Linked DNA regions of Mus musculus: region 1 is linked to region 2. The links are chromatin contacts, called in public HiCAR-type maps. All regions are on one chromosome and are shown on one strand. The core of a region is the stretch at or near the end of the contact, and the rest is flanking DNA. Distances in the headings are between cores, read along the strand shown. Region 1 overlaps Ckap5 (cytoskeleton associated protein 5). Region 2 overlaps 1110051M20Rik (RIKEN cDNA 1110051M20 gene).

Region 1 (7,780 bases), core at 521-3,020, 300 kb before region 2:
TTCGTCCAGCGAGGGAAAATCTTATTCATGTCTTTTGTGCTAATATTAAATTCAAGAGCAGATTACATATTGTATTAATATTTATGCATGTCTTATAATTTATCATTATTCACTTTCTTAAACAAAGCAGGTTTTAAAGATTAAGGGCTTCTCTGCACTGTTACTCAAAATTTTGTGTCTCTAGTTTAGTGGCTACTTAAAATTTTAAATTATTTATTTTGTGATATTATAATTTCATGATTTCTCTTCTCTTTCCTCCCTCCAAGTCCTCTTATGCTCCTCTCCTTCACCTTTTCCATTAATTATTGTTACATACACAGACATAGGCACACAGACACAGACAGACACACATGTATGTGTGCGTGGGTGTGCATGCTCATTTGTTTACACATATGTAGAGGAATTTTAATTTATAACATGACTGCTCTGGTAAGAGATCACATCCAAAGATCTTCTAGGAATCCCAGGATATAGATATCTGAGATCAAGGCAGCTTCTACTTCTCAAATGCCAAGCTTAGAAACATGCTCAGTTTTACAAAGTACTGGGTTCCACTTTAGGCTTTATTTAGACAGACACTAACAACTACGTTTTGTTCCAGCCAAAAGTGTTACTATTAATGAAACAAGTTGGACTGAATTTGAGAGGCGGAGGCAGGCAACCACGAGTTCAAGACCAGCCTCAGCCAGATTCAAGTTAGACGTCACAATGGACAATTTGAGACCCTATCTCAACTCTCCTACTGCACCCCATTCCTGAAAGAAAAAAAAAGTAACAAAAAGCAGGGTGGAGAGAGGGCTCAGTCAGCCAGAAAAGAGCTTATCCCACAAACATTAAGACCTGAGATTAGATCCCTAGCCGCCATCTAAAAGTTATGTACTGTGGTCCATATTTATAACAGAGCTGGGGGCGGACAGGAGGATCTCTGAAATCGCTAGTCTGGCTGAATCTGTGAGCTACAGATCAGAAAGGACCCATCTAAAAAAAAACAAGAAGGAAGGCCAGTTGTGGTGCATTTTTTTAACCCTAGCATTCAAGGCACAGAGGCAAAAAAGTTCTCTGTGGTCTTAATCCCAGCCCTCAGGGTGGTGTGGAGGCGATATTAAAATGGGACAGTGACTGCTGGCCTTCATATGCTCATGTACTCACAAGGAAAATTAATGAAAAACAAAACAAAAACACAAAAATAGAAAGCTCTAGGAATTTGGTATCATTTTACTTATTGTTATAAATTTATGTTTCAGTTTTTTTTCTTTTGGGAAACTGTTTTCATGCTAGTCTGCAATTCATTATGTAAAACAAGCTGGCTTCAAACCTTTGCTGATCCTCCTTGCCTTAGCCTTCAAAGAAACAGGATTATAGATGTAACCCACCAAATTTGTTAAGCTGGGCATGGTAGAACACACCTTTAATCTCAGCAGAGCAGAGGTAGACAAAACTCTTAAGGTTCGAGGTCAGCCTGGTCTACACAGTGAGTACCAGGACAGCCAGGGCTAAATTATATAGAGAGGCGCTATCTCAACTACTCCCCCCTTCCCATGCATACATAGTTATTATAGAGGCCATCTAAGGAAGTAAAAGGTATCAGTAAAACATATGATTCTTTATGGTACTAACCTCTTGCCTCAGGAAGGGATTTTCCTTTTTAAGTTCTTCAGAAAGATCTTCTCCCTCCAGCCATTCTTTCATGCCAGTTTGTTCTGCCCAAGCATTCACAGTTGCTAGGGCAGCAGCTCGAACATTGTTCTGAATTGAGAAGAGAATTGGCAAAAATAACAAGTACAGTTGGAGGGAGGGTGAGTGTGAACAGAGGCTTCCCTTGTTAAGGCCCCATGGACATAATTAAACCATCTTCTCTGAAACAGAAACTGGTGCTATGGTTCTTCTAAAGACTTCAAAAGAAGGTGGAAATATAAAACACTAAATTAGAAAAAAAAATCTTATACTCAATTAGGTAAAATAATAATCTAGGTAAATAGTATAAGGATAATAAATAGATTTTGCTTTATGAATCCATGGGAACTTTTATGATGTTATAAGCTAAAGAATGAAATTCTATGTTAGAGGCTCAAATTGTTAAGAATTAAGCAAACAACTTGAATATGTTTAAATATTGACTTCCATTCACAGAGTATAAAGATTTATGAAAAGACTCAATTTTTCAAATTAAGTCAATAACTCAATAACACAAAAGTAAAGAAACATTAAAATATTTACCCTATGGCAAATATTTAAATAAAAAGTTGCAGCCTTCAATGATACTTCAATGACTTCTGAGATGATCCAATTATTAGCACCTAACTGAAGTACTAGAAAAGCATGTTGTAGTAGTTCAGGGTGGGACGATGTAGAATATTATTTCAAGATCTAAACTTTATATTTAATGATGTATTTATTCATTATGTCAAAACTTTAAGCCAGTTGTGGTGGCACACGCCTTTAATGCCAGTGCCTGGGAGAGAGAAGCAGGTGAATCTCTTGAGCTAAGTGTGGTCTACACACAGATTTCCAGGACAGGCAACTTTAAATAAGAAACCTCTTCTCAAACCAAACCAAACCAACCAAAGAAATACTAAAAACAAAACCTTAATGACATTATAATCCTAAATAGCAATCATTTATTGAATGTATATTATATGAAACAGGTACATTAAGATGTATCTTAATAAAAATGATTGTTTCAACTAAATAATCAATATGTTGATTATTAAAAAGTATTTCGGGCTGGAGAGATGGTTCAGCAGTTAAGAGCACTGACTGTTCTTCCAGAGGTCCTGAGTTCAATTCCCAGCAACCACATGGTAGTTCACAACCATCTGTAATGGGATCCAATACCCTCTTCCTGTGTGTTTGAAGACAGCTACAGTGTGCTCATATACATAAAATAAATAAATCTCTTTGTTTGTTTGTTTTGGTTTTTCGAAACAGGGTTTCTCTGTGTAGCCCTGGCTGTCCTGGAACTCACTTTGTAAACCAGGCTGGCCTCGAACTCAGAAATCCGCCTGCTTCTGCCTCCCAGGTGCTGGGATTAAAGGCGTGTGCCACCACGCCCAGCTAAATAAATCTTTTTTTAAAATATGTTTCAATTCTTTAAGAAAGAAATTTCATAAAGATACTAAACCTAGAGTATGTAACTATTTAAGGATCACAAACTAAATAATGGTACATCTAGTCATCATATCAATTCTGCCAGGAAGGTAACAGTATCTATCTTTATAATATTTTAAGCAATTATGTGAACTCTAAAACAGAGTTAGTTACCCCAAGAATGCGGCTGCCTTAGTGTAGAATGGACTATGTTGGAAAGAGGCTTCTTTACCTTGCTATCTCCGAGAACAGTAATGACAGGGATGCCCAGGTTCTTTACATGCTGCCTGATGTTTGCACCCATGGCTACTGCCAGTTGCTGAAGGATATTCAGTGTCTGCTGCACCTGAGTACAAACATCCAACACAGGTTCAAACTGTAATTAAACTTGCACAAAGTTTTACAATTGCTATTATGTGGTCAATATTACAGACTTCTGAACTACTTAAAAGATACTATGATAGTATTTTAACACGGAACTATAAATAAGTTAGCCTCTTATTGGGTATTGCACTTGTGTGTACATACCCACACTCAAAACACATATACACATACAAAATTCTTTCTTCTTTTCTTTCTTTTTGAGATAGGGTCTTACTATGCAACCCTGGCTGGCCAGGATGGCCTGGAACTCACAGAGACCCACCTGTCTCTGTCTCCTAAGTGCTGGGACTAAAGGCATGCTCTACCATGACTGACAAAAAAATAAAAATCTTTCAAAAAACTACAGTACTAGAATTTTACTTTATGGTTTAAAAATATTGACATAAAAATAAAATATAAAAGTTAGAGCCAGCAAGATGGCATTGTGGGTAAAGGTGCTTGTGGTGGGCAAAGGTACTTGTGATCAAGGCTGACAATCGGAGTTTAATCCCAGAACCTTTGTATGGTGGAAGGAGAGAACTGGCCTAACAAAATGTTCTCTGACTTCTATATTCACCCTCTTTCTCTCATATAAATGAACAAATAAACTTATGCTTTCTTAAAAAACTAAAAATTAAAAATAGAGCATGTCTATAATCCCAGCATTGGGGAGGACGATGAAAGAGTAGCTTGAGAGTACAACATTATTGAGTTCAAGGCCAGCCTTCACTACACAATGGATCTCTATCTTAAAATTAAATGAAAAAATTGAAAATGGAAATCAGGCATATATACATATAAAATAGTTCTACATAAATATATTTAGTAAGGGACCCCTACAAGAAATAAACTCTTAAGCTATTCATGGTGGAGCACACCTTTGATTCTAGTGCCTGGGAGGTAGAGACAGGTGGATCTCGATGAGTTTGAGGCCAGCCTGGTCTACAAGAGCAAGTTCCAGGACCACCAATGCTATGCAGAGAAACCTCGTCTTGAACCCCCTCACCACCCCTCAAAGCCCTGACATTTATAAATCTTGTATCTTGAGACACATATAAGAAACATAAGGAATCTTTCTGTAATTGAAAACAAATTAACATGAACACTCATTTTTGCTAGTGAAAGTCACAATGAAAATGAACCTTCTATAGCAGCAGGGAAAGGAAAGAGAAAGAAAAGGCACATGGTCCACATACCAAGATTTTGTTTGAATCATTCAGTCGACCCTTCAAGGCAGTTGGAAGTTCACCTATATTTGGTTGGATAAATTTTGCTTCATTGATAATACCTGCCACTTCATCTAGGCCTTCTTTCCTGATCTTCCAATTCTTGTCACCAATCTTAGACACCAACTCTGAAGTAATTTTGTCACTGAAAAACAGAAGGCATAATTCTAATTCTATATTCCTAAAAGATAATGGTACCCAAACTCCCTTTACTGAATTAATAAAAGGTCAAGATTTTAAGAATATGATACTGCACAATTGTCTACTTGGCAATCAGGAAGCTAAGACAGGAAGACAGTGGGTTCAAGGCCAGCCTATACTATATAGTAAAAACCCTAGTCTCAAACAAAACAGCTGGCCATAGTGGCACATGCCTTTAATCCCATCACTCTGAGGCAGACTGTCTCAAACAAACACCTAAACCCAAATATCCAAATAACATAAAGAATAAAGTAATTTCTCAGGATAAAACCTACCTGATCTCAATCCTCGGCAAAAGATCAACAACATCATTGCCCCCTTCACCTGGTTCCTCTCCATCTTCTCCTTCATCTGTAGCACTTGTGCTGTGCTTAGCAATTCCCCTCGTTGGAGCGGGAGGACTTTGTCCCTGCATCTACACACACAAGAATGAAACTAATGAAGCTGAAGAACGGCAGCAAAGAGTCTAGAGAAGGCGCCTATGTAAAAGGTTCTTATTTTTTCATAATATTTGTTTGTTTTGGCTGTCCTGGGAATAGAACACAGGATCTTATGCATGCTACCAAGTGTTCAACCACTGAATTTCATTCAAACTCATAAAATATTTAGACAATATTGTAATATATACTTTAGTTGCTAGCTAGATCCTAATTGAGACAAAAGCGCAAGTTATTTTTTATGAAGATGATTAGAATTTGACTTCCCAGTCACAAAATTGTCTTTTGACTTATATTTCCAAAACAAAAGAAAGCAAGATGTGAACACTTAGCATATTCAGTCAGAGCTATTCAAGAAGACCTACCCTTTTTGTTTTTAGTCATAATTAAAAAGCAAACAACAACAACAAAAAACCAGTAAAGTTACATTTCAGGCAAGTGTGATAGTATACCAGTCTAATCCCAGCATTCAAGAGGCAGGAGGCAGGGGACCTGCTTCAAACTTGAGGCCTGTCTATATGGCAATTTCAGGACCAGCTAAGTTGCCCAATTTTTTTTTTAATTGTTTTTTCAGTTTAGTGTAATTTTTGAATAGATAGCAGATCCATATTGTCTAACATTACAAATGTAAAAAAAACAAAAACAAAAACAAAAAACCAAGAAAATAGATCTCTTGGTCTACGCCATAATCGCTCAGTTTTTTTCTTTATAAAGTCAGTTTTAAATTTCTTAGGAATTCTTCTAGGAACACTTTATGTACATAAAACCAAACATATATGTTCTTTATCCCAAGAGTTAAAAAATTTAGTTATTTTGCCTTTACTTTAAGAAAAAAAAAGATTTACCTTTAATTATATGTGTATGCACACATACACAATTGTATGTGGTATGTGCACATGAGTGCAAGTATCTGCAGAGGCCAGAAGGTGGCATTAGATTTCCTGAAGCTAGAGGAGTTGCAGGCCATTCCACAGGACTGGTGCTAAGAAATGAATTTGGGTCTTCTGGAAAAGCACTTAACTCGTAATTATCTCTTCAGGCTATTTTTGTTGTTAGTTTTTTAGAGAGTCTCACTTTGAATCCCAAGCTAACCTTGATCTCTATTGTAGCCTAGGCTGACTCATGGTCTTCCATGATTGGAGTGCTGGAATTACATTTGAATGTATACCATTAAACTTGGTTAAAAATTTATTCTTAACTGATGTGAAATTCTCAAAACCACCCACAGATTGGATCATTTTTAGAACCTTTACCTTTTGAAATTCTGCATCTATCTGGGATAGGAGGGCAGGCTTCTCATCCTCAAAGATCATTCTCAAAGAAGGACCAACATATAGATACATCACGCCAAGCAGGGTGATGGCAGAAGTCCTCACAGCCTGCCAGAGAAAACAGTGAGACCTTTCCAAACTAGAGCAGAAACACAAAAGTGGATACAATGTTTACACACAGGCTGAAGCACACTCACAGGATTTGTTGCAGCAAGAGCAGTCTTCACGTTGCTAATGAAAGCTTTGACATTCAACCTAGAAAAAAACAGAGTTTAGAATTAATTGATTTTTGTTTTGTTTTTTTTTTTGTTATCGAGATAGGGTTTCTCTGTGTAGCCTTGGCTATCCTGGAACTCACTCTGAAGACCAGGCTGGCCTGGAACTCAGAAATCCACCTGCCTCTGCCTCCCAAGTGCTGGGATTAAAGGCGTGGGCCACCATTAAAATCTTCAAAACATTCAAGAGCTTATAAAATTAGACTTTAGGCTAGTCTTCCACTGAAGGAGTGCTCAGGTATCCTCTTTCCTTAACTTAACATGAGCTTTAAATTCTATCTTTACACTGATTAATCATATTATGCTTAATTAAGATTCCAAAATCTGGGCTGGTGAGATGGCTCCGCAGGTAAGAGCACTGACTGCTCTTCCGAAGGTTCTGAGTTCAAATCCCAGCAACCACATGGTAGCTCACAACCATCTGTAATGAGATCTGACACCCTCTGGTGAGTCTGAAGAGAGCTACAGTGTACTTATATATAATAATGAATAAATCTTAAAAAAAAATCCAAAATCTGCTCTTAAAACTTAAAAAAAAAAAAGACTTATTGCTAGTGCATATGCATGCATTGGAGACACAGGGCACTTGTAGAGAGGTCAGATAACAACTTAGTTGGATCCCCTGGAACTGGAATTTAATTCAGGTCCCAAAGATGAACACTGAATGGTCTTTAACTGCTGAGTCATCTCTGCAAGCCAGAGGACAACTGTGGAGTTTTTCATTTTATCCTTTGGTGGGTTCAAAGGACTGAACTCAAGCCACTAGGATTTACCTGCTAACCTAGCTTGTACTAGTAGCATCATGTATACACGTGCCTTTGTCACATTTCTACGTCTGTGTATGTGTCCTACATATAAAACAACTCCCAAACTTGTGGCTTCCAGTCTTCTGGAACTCATTTCAGATCCACATTTATTCT
Region 2 (6,765 bases), core at 2,348-4,847:
TGAGAGGCAGAGGCAGGCAGATTTCTGAGTTCGAGGCCTGGTCTACAGAGTGAGTTCCAGGACAGCCAGGGCTACACAGAGAAACCCTGTTCGAAAAACAAACAAACAAACAAACAAAAAAGAGCACTGACTGCTCCTGAGTTCAGTTCCCAGCCATCAAATGGTGGCTCACAACCACCCATAATGGGATCTGATGCCCTCTTCTGGTGCATCTGAGGACAGCTACAGTGTACTTACATATAACAATAAATAAACAAACCTAAAAAAAACAAAACAAAACAAAACAAAAAAAAACAAGCGCAGCAGGCTACCCTGCCCCCATTGAGGCGTCTTCACTCTGCTGTCTGCAGAGTTTCTCTCCTCAGCAGGGCCCCTGCCTTCTCCTGGGCATCATGGCCACCCTCAAGTCTCTCATGTTATCCAAAGGAAGGATCAAGAACTCTTTCTGGCACAAGTATGACCAGTAACTCAAATGTAAGCCTAATTCTTGGAACCCCAGAGGTACTGACAACAGACTGCAGAAAAGATTCAAGGCTCAGATCTTCGTGCCCGGTACCGATTCAATGAGCAACAGGCAGACAAGCTCATACTCCCAATGACTTTGCCCCTAACTAGGTAAGGTGAGTGACAGGCGCACATTCCTCTTGGCCACAAATTCTACTGTGCTAAAACTCTCTGAGGTGTTTCTCCCTAGAACAGCAAAACCACCCTAGAAAGAGCAGCAAATTCCTGGAGTAGATAAGAACTGTTATCTTCCTGGCCATCGGGTCGACAGTCCAGCAGCTAGCTGCACAGCAGGGTAGGAGTGGCTACTGCGTACAGAATGTGTGTGGATTTGATTTGTACTTCAGCAAAACCTGAAACCAAATGCAACAGAAGGAGACGAACGTTCTAATTAAGAATGGCCTCCCTTGGGCCAGTGGGATGGCTATGATTAGGAGTGTTTGGGCTTTTCTAGAAGACCTAGCTTTGGTTCTCAGCACCCACAGCTCACAAGTGCCATAACGCCAAGGCCTTTGGACTGCAGACACCTCACCTGTACTCATGTGCACATACCAACACATAGACACACACCTAAAAATAAAATAAATCTTTAAAAAAAAAAAAAAAAGCCTGACAGAAAGCTGGAGCCAGTTCTGAGGTGGGGACCCAGTATATTGTTTTGCCGGGAAAGGGTTAGAGAGGTCATTTTCCTAACATTCTAGAGAAGTGCTGGCAGGATTTTCCTGGAGCCTCAGAGAGGCAGAATGCACCTCAGGAGCATGCGGGGGGGGGGGGGGGGCACACAGAGAGAAGTACCTTCTAGAATCATCACAATTGTGGTGATAACTGCATGGTGCTTTCAGTAGACTAAAACACTGTCTTAAATACTTAATGAGCCGGGCAATGGTGGTGAACACATTTAATCCCAGCACTTGGGAGGCAGAGGCAGGTGGATTTCTGAGTTGAGGCCAGCCTGGTCTAAAGAGTGAGTTTCAGGATAGCCTGGGCTATACAGAGAAACCCTGTCTCGAAGAAACAAACAAACAAACAAAACCAAAACCTTAATGGGTTGGCTTTATGGTATTTTAATTACATCACAATATAATGATCAATAAAGATACAAACCAACTATGACTATCAGCATGAGCCCTAGGTTCTAGGTTAATGATAGACGCATTTGTCGTCTTTGAAAGCTTCAAGGCTTTGGCCAAGATTTCCTGAGGGTGAGGCCCAGCCCAGCACTCTCCTGTGCCATTTGCTTTTGGCTGCTAGGGGGCTTGGCCATTCCAGGGGTAGAGCAGGAAGGACAGGCTTCTCCTCTCTCTCCTCCCAAGGTGTCCCTTTCTCCCTGGGTGTTCCTGTGGAGCGCCCTCTCCCTCTGCAGCGCATCTTCACTAGCCCCAGGCCCCTCCCTTGTCTCTACTGCCTACCCAGTCAGATGTCTGAAGTGAATCCACTCAGTGCTCTCGCTCTGTCTCTCTCCTGTCTGTCTGTCTCTGTCTCTTTCTCTCTCTCTCTCTTTCTCTCATTTTGTTTTGTATTAATTTGTTTTGGGGTTTGTTTTTCCCTTGGATATCAGAACTCAGGGGACTGGACCACCAACCAAAGAGTACACATGAAGGGACCCATGGCTCCAACCACATATGTGGCAAAGGATGGCCTGGTTGGACATCAGTGCAAGGAGAGGCCCTTGGGCCTGAGGGTTTTCGATGCCCCACTGTAGGGAAATGCCAGGGTGGGAAGGTGGGAGTGGGAGCACCCTCATAGAGGCAGGGGAGGGGGGATAGGATAGGGAGTTCCCAGAGGGGAGACCTGGAAAGTGGATAACATCTGAAGTTTAAGTAAACAAAATATCCAATAAAAGGGAAAAAAATTTTTAAAATGAGAAGATAATCTTTGAACACTGAAGCTGTAGTCTCGCAGCTGTTGACGGAGGGACGTGGGCGCCCTCTTGTGGCCCTTGCAGTGTTGCTGCTTCCCACTTTGACCTCAATTTTTTCCAGCGGGATAGCAGAGGGCTGCTTTCCTTCTCCTCAAGAGACAAAGAAGCAGTTAAAGCTCTAAGATATATATGGCTAAGAATATAAATTAGTCCTAGAATCTAATTTATACGCTAATGCTAGTGTTTCTATTGTGTTTTCATTGTTGCTTATTTTTAGAAAGGGTCTCTCTAAATAACTCTAGTTGTCTTGGAACTCTCTATATAAACCAGGCTGGCACTGGCTTTAAACTCACAGAGCTCTGTCTACCTGCTTCTGCCTCCCCATGCTGGGATATAAGGCATGCACTTGACTTCTTTCTTCATCTTTTTTTTTTTTTTTTTTTTTTTTTTGGTTTCGAGACAGGGTTTCTCTGTGTAGCCCTGGCTGTCCTGGAACTCACTCTGTAAATCAGGCTGGCCTCGAACTCAGAAATCCGCCTGCCTCTGCCTCCTGACTGCTGGGATTAAAGGCGTGCGCCACCACACCGGGCTTGCTTTCTTCTTTAAGAAGAAATAGTACGGCCTAATGGAAGCACACAGCCTTTGAAGTCATACAGACTCACAAGTTTAGGCTTTAGGATCAAAAACCCCTCATGTGCAAAAGGAAGGAGCCAGTCCCAACTTTTACGGTGCTATCAGTGAAATGTAATGACGGTAGCTAAATGCTAAATGCAGCGCCCACTGTGGAGCAAGGTGCTCAGTAAATGGTACCTGTCACTCCTATTGTTATTACAGCTACCTAGGACCTTCTTTCTGTCTTTGAGAATATATCCCAAACCCTGACCCTTCTGGTTCAAGTAAGTAGAGATTTTAGAAAAATAGTCCAAAGCAAAAGAAAACAGTTTAAAATGTAAAAAAGAAAGAAAAAGCCAGAAGGTCCCTGTCAGAAACAGACTTGAGGCCCAGCTTCACTCCAGTAGAGGAGTTTGGCGCTCTGCCTGGCACACGGCTGGAGCCCAGCAAGTGCTAACTTCCTTCTCTTCCTGTCCCCCTTCAGCTACATCCCTGAGCAGAGTACGGATTTGGCCTTAGTGTGATCTCTTTAACAACCAAACGGTTTCTCCTGGAGAGTGCTCAGTGGGGAGAGCAGAGGCGGGTGCCTGCAGTGACTGCCACGGTCTCGCTAGCTGATGTGTATTCTCTGGGCAGAACTGTCCACTCCCCACCTCCCGCTCCCAGTCTGCCTTCTGAGTCCCAGAGTAGAGGTGCCTGTTGCTGTTCTGGCCATTTGGTAGCTTATTAAATCTCAGCACCCCTTGCCAAGAACCCTTTAAACCTCTTGGCTGTTCTTTTTGCCTTTTCTGATCAGCGGTATTTATTCAGAACTAAATGGTGCTCACTGCAGAATGAAAGGATTTACTGCTTTAAGTATATGAAAGGAAATCTTGGCTGCATTACAATTGCACCCTCTCTTTGCTGCCTCCACTCCACTCTGCCCATGCTCCTTTGACTGGTGCCACTGAGACTGACCTGGGAGCCTGCCCTTGGAGTAGTATGCTCAGTGCCGCTCAGTGACAGAGCTGGATTGGTAGGGATGAAGTGACTAGAGGAGGTTGCTTTAGGACCCTTTCCCCAAATACGCTGCAGCCCCAAGGGAGCCTGGAGGCCTGGAAACAACTTGTTGATGAATAATGTTTCTCTGTCCGTCTGGCTTTCTCTCTCCTCTCAGGCACACACGTGTAGTAACATACACATGTAACATAGGCTCTCTCTCGGGTCCTCTTCCTCTCTCCCCCAGGATTGTGCTCATGGATGATGCCATGGACTGCCTGATGTCTTTTTCAGATTTCCTTTTCGCCTTCCAGATCCAGTTTTATTACTCAGGTGAGAATGTTCCAGGCCTCATGTGGCTTTTGTTGGGGCCCATGTTTCCCTTTCTCATCCTGTTGTTTTCTCCATCTGTGTGCCTGGCACATGCAGTTCCCATCCCCACTTCCTTTAGAGGTATGCTTCATCATGGCCCACTAACAGGATATCTGATTTGCACTGGTGGTCACAAGATGCAGTCTGCCAAGCCTACTAAGGATACTGAATAAACACGATGCTTCCAGTCAGCAGCACAAAAAGACCCACTTAAGTGATAGCAGCAGTACAGACACCAATAGTGCTCACTACCTCCCTGCTGCCACACTGAGGACTTTAGTCTGTTCACTAGTCCTAAGAGATAAGCTTAGAGAGGTTCGAACCCAGACCTGTGCTTTTAGCCACTCCCTTGGTCCTGGATCACCAGTGGCCAGTTTTTTTTTTTTGTTTTGTTTTGTCTTGTTTTTTTTTTTTTAACCATACTCATATCTTTTAATAAACACACAGTAAACCAGACACAATGGTACATGATTGTAATCAAAGACACACACACGCTATCTCACACTTCCATTCTGCTCCCCAGTTCATTCCAGTTGCACCTTTAAGCCCCTTCTGACTTAATGGAATAAAAACAGATGAATAAATATATATGTATGCACCTCAAATGCGAGGGAGTACAAATTAAAAATTGTTACATCTATAAAGAAAGGCATAAAGAACGCTATCTCTAGACTGTGGAGATCACCTTCTTGCTAACCAGTCCTGCAGTCAGCTTTGGCTGCACTCGGGTGCCACATTATGCTTACTTGATAGCAGCCCAAGGGCTGTTCAGATGGGGGCTAAACCTGGGGCCACACCACGTAGCAACATCAGCATCTATATCTCATTTCTCTGAAGCCCTTAGACCTTAGGAAAAGAGCAGCCATGTTTGGGCGCATTCCCCACCTCTAACCTACAGGGCTCTGAGTTGAGAGCAGGCAATAAGTCACTGCTTACCAACAGCAGCTGCCTACAAAGCTGGGAAAACAAATTCACCTTCCAGTGATTAATAAATTAGCAGTTTGTAAGGCTCAGGCTCTTCCCTCTTCAATGATATTTTTTATTTTCTTTCAAGTTATATTGATTACACTGAAAGAGGCCTAGCCTGGGCAGTAACATGATACTCTCTGCAGCCTCCAGCACATTTTCATGAAGCAGATGGCCTCATGAAGTGGGGCTAGCCAGTGAGAATGTCCATGTGTTCTCTTAAAAACAAAAAACCTTATAGCCTGTAACGTGCCCCAGCATAGTACTAGGCACTGGGACAGGAGACAACATCGGGTCATGACCCTCGCCATTGTTCAAGGAGCTTACATTCCAGCAAGGAAACAGATAAGTAAGTACATAGCAAACCTGTCACTGAGTAGGGTGCTCTGCAAGTCTTCAGGGTGTCCCTATCTAGGCCAGGAAGTGTCATGAGGGCAGTAGTCACTCCAGGTATTTTGTCATCTACACTGAAGCTGGACAGACTGAGACACAAAGAAGCAAAGACATGGTGAAGAGATGAAATACAACCTCCTTGCCTAAACTGTTCCTTCCTATTCTGATGGTACCAGAATTCCTGGAGAGTGTGGCTGCCATCTATCAGGACTTGCTATCTGGGAAAAACCCCAATACAGTGATTGTCCCAACATCATCCAGTGGGCAACACCGCCAACGACCTGCCTTGGGTGATGCCGGTATGCTGGATGGAGTGGAAGCATCACTGTTCTATCAGCGCCTGGAAAACCTGTGTGACCGGCACAAGTACAGGTGGGCATGGGCAGAGGCCCCACCTCAGCCCTGGAGATCAGGTTGCTGCTGAGAACAAGTCTCTAGCAGAATATTTTGATTGGTTCAGGGTTTCTATGCCCCAGGATGGTCATGATTTTAAAACATAACCACGTGTGCCTAAAGCACACTGAGGACAGACTAGCTCAAGTATCTGGTTTTCTAAGGGAAGACTAGCTTTGGCTATTTGAAACAGAAACATTCACAGAAAGGGAAGGTTAAACTGTCCTGTATAGGACAAAGGCCCTTGAGGGACACAGCCTCCAGGCAAGAAGCTGACAGTAGCAGTGTCCTCTTCCCCACTCTTGTATGTTCCCTGTACAAAAGATAGTTATGGGTTGGGATGTGGCAGAGTACATGTTCCATCTCTAATTCCACCAGCTGAACAGCAGTAAGCATACCAGCCCTCTGTCTGCAGTATGGCCTGCTCCTGCAGGGAGGCCTCTGTCTGCAGTATGGCCTGCTCCTGCAGGGAGGCCTCTGTCTGCAGTATGGCCTGCTCCTGCAGGGCCTCCCAGCTTTGATGTCCTGCAGGTGTGGATGAAAAAATAGCACTTAGATTAAATCTGCCCTCCGAATTCTCCCTTTTAGCTGTCCACCACCAGCGCTTGTCAAAGAGATCCTGAGCAATGTCCAGAGGCTGACTTTCTATGGATTCCTTGTGGCCCTCTCAAAGCATCATGGGATCA

The links. HiCAR-type assays count read pairs that join an accessible place to other places.
Region 1: a HiCAR-type map of astrocytes shows a contact between it and region 2, with 4 times the contacts expected there. The contact joins two enhancer-like sites. A contact is called at or near these places in 12 of 39 promoter capture datasets (the C10 cell line, the HPC-7 cell line, cranial neural crest and 8 more), 10 of 484 Hi-C or Micro-C datasets (bone marrow-derived macrophages, cerebellar granule neurons, cerebellum and 6 more), 11 of 115 datasets of contacts at active chromatin or transcription factors (the 230-238 cell line, astrocytes, embryonic limb bud and 5 more) and 3 of 9 other capture datasets (adipose tissue, embryonic stem cells and liver).

Annotation. Positions count from the first base shown.
Region 1 is chr2:91,575,076-91,582,855 of GRCm38.p6, reverse strand. Ckap5 (cytoskeleton associated protein 5) reads right to left here. Exons shown (of 44, transcript NM_001165989.2): 19 at 6,783-6,840; 20 at 6,568-6,693; 21 at 5,153-5,292; 22 at 4,647-4,821; 23 at 3,320-3,433; 24 at 1,618-1,746. Among named protein-coding and RNA genes, the nearest start is that of Snord67, 17 kb to the left of the region's middle. Within about 2 kb of position 1,770, at least 29 of the 459 cell types and tissues checked have an H3K27ac peak or open chromatin away from gene starts, as enhancers often do. A contact at or near this core is called in astrocytes, cortical neurons and neural progenitor cells, where this site is marked.
Region 2 is chr2:91,281,758-91,288,522 of GRCm38.p6, reverse strand. It overlaps 1110051M20Rik (RIKEN cDNA 1110051M20 gene), which reads left to right. Exons shown (of 9, transcript NM_175123.5): 5 at 4,203-4,288; 6 at 5,863-6,058; 7 at 6,668-6,765. Among named protein-coding and RNA genes, the nearest start is that of Arfgap2, 20 kb to the right of the region's middle. Within about 2 kb of position 3,597, at least 37 of the 459 cell types and tissues checked have an H3K27ac peak or open chromatin away from gene starts, as enhancers often do. A contact at or near this core is called in astrocytes, cortical neurons and neural progenitor cells, where this site is marked.